2 separate regions of the Mus musculus genome follow, and region 1 is linked to region 2. A link is a contact called in public promoter capture Hi-C data. All regions are on one chromosome and are shown on one strand. The core of a region is the stretch at or near the end of the contact, and the rest is flanking DNA. Distances in the headings are between cores, read along the strand shown.

Region 1 (2,700 bases), core at 86-2,585, 300 kb before region 2:
AGATGCAGAAAGATCCCAGGGAGGGGTGGGGGCGGGTGGTGGTGGTGGGGACTTGTGAGGCACTCAATCTAGCCAAATAAGCTAGCTCTGGCATCGGTGAGAGACACTGTCAAAAAATAAGCAAGGGCAAGGGAGGGGGTAGCTCAGGCGCATGCATGAAGTCCTGGGTTTGATCCACGTGGCCACATAGAGCTGGACGTTCCCCTGCAAGCCAGTCCGTGGGAGGTGGAGGCTCTGGGATCAGGGTCATGCTTAGCTAGGTTGAAGCCAGCCTGGGTTTCCTGAGACCTTATCTCAAACATGCCAAAAAGTTTCTCAAAGTAAATCGGAGAGTGATTGGGGAGGACCCCACATTGACCTCTGACCTGCATGCGCCCCTCCCCGCAAAGTCAGTCACATACCAGATAAGGTTGGATTTTGTAGTGGTGGGCTCTTTGCATCTGTACTGTTGCCCTTGTACACACTGGGCAAGTTCTGTCCTACAAAACTTCATTCCCACCCTCAGACATTCTTTTCTTATCATTCTTCTGCCTGCATATACATTGTGCTAGGTATTGTAAGTTGCCTAGAGGCCACTTGAAGTATACAGAAGGATGTGTGTAGGCTGTGTACAAATGCCACATCTCTTACTAAGGGAATTGGACTTCCTCAGAATTTGGCTTCAGTGCCTTGAAACTAATTAGTTCCCCACAGATAGAAAGAGATGGCTGTACTCTGTACTCTGGGAAGTCCCCAGCTCTGCATTTTAAAAAGTAAGAAAGAGAAACCCAGCTGGGGAGACAGCTCAGTCGCTGCAGCAGTTTCTGTGCAAGCGAGCGGACCTGAATTTGATCCCACCTTTAAAACGTTGAGCATGATAGCGCATGCTCATGATCCCAGCACTGGTGGAGGCAGACAGATCCATGGGGCTCACTGGCTAGCCCACTACCTAGTCAGAGCTTCTATCTCAAAAAACAAGGGAGGGGGGAGTGGTCCTGAGATCCCAGCCTCCACACCTGAACATACACACACGTGCATGTACAGCCCACCCCACACACACATACACACACACACACACACATGCACACACACAGAGAGAGACAGACAGACAGACAGACAGACACAGACACAGAAACAGACAGACAGAGGGAGAGACAGAGAGAAAGGTGTGAAGGGGGAAGGCAGAAAGAGGGAGGAAATGTTTTTGCTCAAAATTTCCATTTTTGCCCAGCCACGGAAGCTATTTTCAGCTATTGCCTTTCCCAGTAGAGGAGGGAGGATGAAGGTCCAGGGTGCCCCTGGTGCCCCAACCCTGAGCGTCAGAACGCACAGCTGCTTCTGCTTTCTCTTGCAATCAGACGATGCTATTTAGGGAGTTTTGTGCAAGTGCTGACTCCCTTTCAAACAAGTCAGGAAACAGCACTTTCTGTCCAGCGCGTGCCTTGATCTCGACAGGAACTCTGATGACTAGAACTAGCCAGATTTGGTTCTCACGTCAGACAGATTGGCGGCGGTGGCGGCGGCGGCGGCGGCAGCTCAGCATTGCCCAGCCTAAAAAGGAGCGTCCTGTGCCTATCAACCGTCCAGACAAAGGGCTGGGGAGATGGCTCAGTCAGAGAGCTCACTGTGCAAGCACAAAGGCCCGAGTTCAGATCCCCAGAGCCCATGTCAAGTAGCCAGGCATAGCTGTAAGTCCTGCAGCCCAGCATTATGGGGTAAAGGCAGGCCATGAGAAGAAATGGGGAGCTGTAGGTTTGCTGAGAGACACTGTCTCAAGGCAATAAGGTGAGAGTGACAGACAGACAGGCAGACACACACACACACACACACACACACACACACACACACACACACACCCTTACCAAGGCTAAATTAAACTGGGAGAAAAGATAGGCTGCCAAAAGGACCGGAATGAAAGTGGGCCCCACCAGGCAGTGATGGGCTGCTGTCCTGCTTCCTGGTCAGGTCCAGCATCTCATCCCTCTCAGGTCAGCCCCATCAGGGCCCTCGTCAGGGCCATTTATAGATGCTGGGTCTGACTGCTCACAGCCTGTCTGTCTCCAGGCTTGCATGAGGGATTCCTGCAGCAGCATCGACCTGAAGAAGGAGGTGGAGCTCCTTCAGCACCTGCCGCTCAGCCCGCTCGTGTCAGGACTTCAGAAGACGGTAGTGAACATCCTGAGGGTGTCCCTGTCCTGGCTGGAGGAAACAGAGCAGCTGCTCGGGGACCTCGACATCGAGCTCTCGGATTCTGACAAAGGTAACTGAGGCCCTTTTCTCTCATCAAGTGTTTGGAATAGCACCATGAATTCACCTGACATAAGGTGTGTTGGTGAGGAAGGCTTTGCAGCATCAAGGCTGGCAAGATGGCGTAGCAGGCGAAGCCCCGTTCGCTGAGTGCATCCCCACCAAGACCCATATGATGGAAGGAGAGAACCAATGCCCAAAAATGCAAAATAGACATAAAACATAACTTAAAATGTTAAGCAGAGGGGCAAGAGAGGTGGCTCGGCAGCCAAGAGCACCGGCTGCTCTTGCAGAGGACCCAGGTTCGATTCCTAGCATCCACATGGTGGCTCCCAGCCATCTGTAACTCCAATCCCATGGAATCTGACGCCTCCTTCTGACCTCCACAGGCACCAGGCCCACACATAGCATACAGGTTTACATTCAGGTACAACATTTATATGTGTAAAACTAAACAAACCAACAATATCTAAA
Region 2 (2,700 bases), core at 165-2,664:
CCCTACCAGAGTTTTTGGAAGTCATAGGGTCACTGATCAATTTCAGCACAAGTTGTCTGCTTTTTTTTTTTTTTCTTAGTTTTTCTCGAACTCACTTCATAGCCAAGGATGTCTTGGATCTTCTGGTCATCCTGCCTCCACGTGGAGCACCTCGCCCAGTTTTATGTGTTGCTGGGGATGGAACCCGAGGCTTTGTATATGCTAGGCCAGCTTGCTACCCTCCAAGTCACACTCCCCAGCCTCAGCCAAACCCTTCATTGCTGGTGTTCCACTGGCCGCTGAGGCTTGAAGCATGGAGGGGAAGGGACAGTCACACAACTGGACTCCTTACATTTAATCTACTGGAGCCGGCTCCTAGCTCCACACCTTCCTCCAGTCAGTAACACTGCACACTGCAGGACACCCTGTGCTGCCCACCTAAGCCAGGGAGGGTAGGCTCAGGGAGGCAGCTTGTCCAAAACCATTAACCTCAGAAGGAGCAAGGTTAACCCTGGAACCATCTTTCTGGCTCCCGCTCTTTCCATTTCTCCATACATGATGTCTGCCTTAAGATGATAATCGCATGTCTCTGTAGATTGGTCTTTTTAATGCATACAGCACTTAGGTTTCATCATGACGGTCACATGTGTGGATCTTGGACTCTTATTGTTTGTCCTCCTCCTGCCCTCCACTCCCCCTCCCCCTTGGCTCAGCCTGTCTGTGTTTTAGTATTGTACGCATTTGTTGAGTGACTGCTGTGTGCTGAGCGCTCTTGTCCTCATGGGAATGAGCAGCGAGTTCATCCTGAGAAAGGGGCTTCACTCGGGAGACAAACTTGAGGCCGATGGCAGTGGGGGGGGTCTGTGGAGGTGGGGGGTCAGCTGGTAAGGTACACAGGGCTCTGTGTGTGTGACCACTGGAATCCACTTTAGGAAGCTGCCCACAGCAGATCATGCTTCGTGACCGTGAGGCATTGACAGCAGGATTCCCAGGGCTTGATGGCCAGCCAGCCTAGCCCATTCAGTGAATTCCAGGCCAGGCGTGAGACCTTATCTCAAAAAAAACAAAAAAACAAAACAAAAAAAAAACCCAAGGTGGACAGTGTTCCTGAGGAATGGACATTAGAGGTTGGCTCCCTGACTGTGGCATGTGACACACACACACACACACACACACACACACACAGAGGAAAAGGTAAGAAGTACAGTGGATAGATGCCCTCCTTCCTGGTCTTAAGCAACCCTGATTTGGAATCCAGAATGTTCCAGGCAGACCTCCTCACCCTTTGCATTTTCGGCCTGTGATGGATCTGACTGGTCCCTAGCATTGCTTGGTCCACGTCCGTCCTCCAGACTAATACTGTATCAGGCAGTGACCTTGGTAGCCATTTTCTTTATCGGTGCACTGCTTGGGTGGAGGAAGGACTCGGGAGGTCATGCAGACGCTGTGGGTTGGGGAAAGGGGAACTAGAAGAGACACAGAGGCAATGAGGTGCCTGGATTAACCCAGCTTGGATTGCTGGGGTTAAAGCAGGCTCTGAGCAACCCCTCCCCCACCCCACCCCCCAGCACTGGTGACTGAGGAGCGGGCAGGGTTCTGCCAGCTCCAGCCTAGAAGGATGGAGGAAAGTCTGCGCAGTGTGTTCTTTCAGGCCGGTGTCCACCTTCTGGGCCTCTGGTGTTTGTCCAGGGCTCTTGGCAGTTTTTCTCCCCACTCTCAAAGGCATCCTTGGTTCCTCCAAAAGGGGTCAAGGCTTGCTCCCAAGGCTGAGGAGTACATGGAGGCTTGGGCAATCTCCTTCCTGGAAGGAGAAGTATTTAACGGCTTTAAAAAAAAGTGCTTTTAGGACTGGAGAGACGCTCGCTCAGCTGATAGGAGCACTGGCTGCTCTTGCAGAGGACTCTCAGGTTGGGTTCCCAGTGGCATGTGGTGGCTCATAGCCATCTGTAACTCCAGTTCTAGGGGATCCAGTGAGCTCTTAGGGTTCCTACAGGCCTTAGGCGTAATTGTGGCATACACAGAAGCAGGTCAAGCTGTTCATATACAAAACATACATTTATTTTTAAAAAAAGAGTAAAAATTTTAAATTACATATAATTATTTGTGGGGAGGCAAGCATGCTACGGTGCATATGTGGAAGTTAGAAAGTTAGAGGGCAACTTTTTTTTTTTTTTTTGGTTTTTCGAGACAGGGTTTCTCTGTATAGCCCTGGCTGTCCTGGAACTCACTCTGTAGACCAGGCTGGCCTCGAACTCAGAAATCCGCCTGCCTCTGCCTCCTGAGTGCTGGGATTAAAGGCGTGGGCCACCACTGCCCGGCTAGAGGGCAACTTTTGAGAGTCAGTTCTCTCTCCCCACCTTGTGGGACAGAAGGATTGACCTCGGGTCATCAGGCTTAGTGGCAAGCACCTTTACCTGCTGAGCCATCTTGCTGGCCCTTAACAACTTTACGTTTTTTTTTTTAATTAAAATTTTAGATTTATGCCTCTAATCTCAGCACTTGGGAGGCAGAGGCAGGCAGATCTCAGAGTCTGAAGCCAGCCTGATCTACAGAGTTGGTTTCAGGATAGCCAGGGCTACACAAAGAAACCCTTTCTCAAAACAAAATTTTAAATTAAAAAAAAAAGAATTTTATGTGTATAAGTGTTTTGCCTAAATGTATGTCTGTGTACCATGTACATGCCTGGTACCCATAGAGGCCAGAAGAGGACGTAGGGTCTCC

What was found. Capture Hi-C pulls out chosen DNA fragments and counts their contacts.
Region 1: a promoter capture Hi-C map of adipose tissue shows a contact between it and region 2. The contact joins two enhancer-like sites. A contact is called at or near these places in 1 of 39 promoter capture datasets (pre-B cells), 1 of 484 Hi-C or Micro-C datasets (liver), 2 of 115 datasets of contacts at active chromatin or transcription factors (bone marrow-derived macrophages and microglia) and 3 of 9 other capture datasets (adipose tissue, liver and pancreatic islet).

What each region holds. Positions count from the first base shown.
Region 1 is chr4:141,951,021-141,953,720 of GRCm38.p6, reverse strand. It overlaps Fhad1 (forkhead-associated (FHA) phosphopeptide binding domain 1), which reads left to right. Exons shown (of 32, transcript NM_177868.4): 13 at 2,044-2,239. Among named protein-coding and RNA genes, the nearest start is that of Fhad1os1, 31 kb to the left of the region's middle. Within about 2 kb of position 1,335, at least 99 of the 459 cell types and tissues checked have an H3K27ac peak or open chromatin away from gene starts, as enhancers often do. A contact at or near this core is called in adipose tissue, bone marrow-derived macrophages and microglia, where this site is marked.
Region 2 is chr4:141,655,090-141,657,789 of GRCm38.p6, reverse strand. The region is part of intron 1 of Plekhm2 (pleckstrin homology domain containing, family M (with RUN domain) member 2); the gene reads left to right. Among named protein-coding and RNA genes, the nearest start is that of Plekhm2, 7.7 kb to the left of the region's middle. Within about 2 kb of position 1,414, at least 74 of the 459 cell types and tissues checked have an H3K27ac peak or open chromatin away from gene starts, as enhancers often do. A contact at or near this core is called in adipose tissue, bone marrow-derived macrophages and microglia, where this site is marked.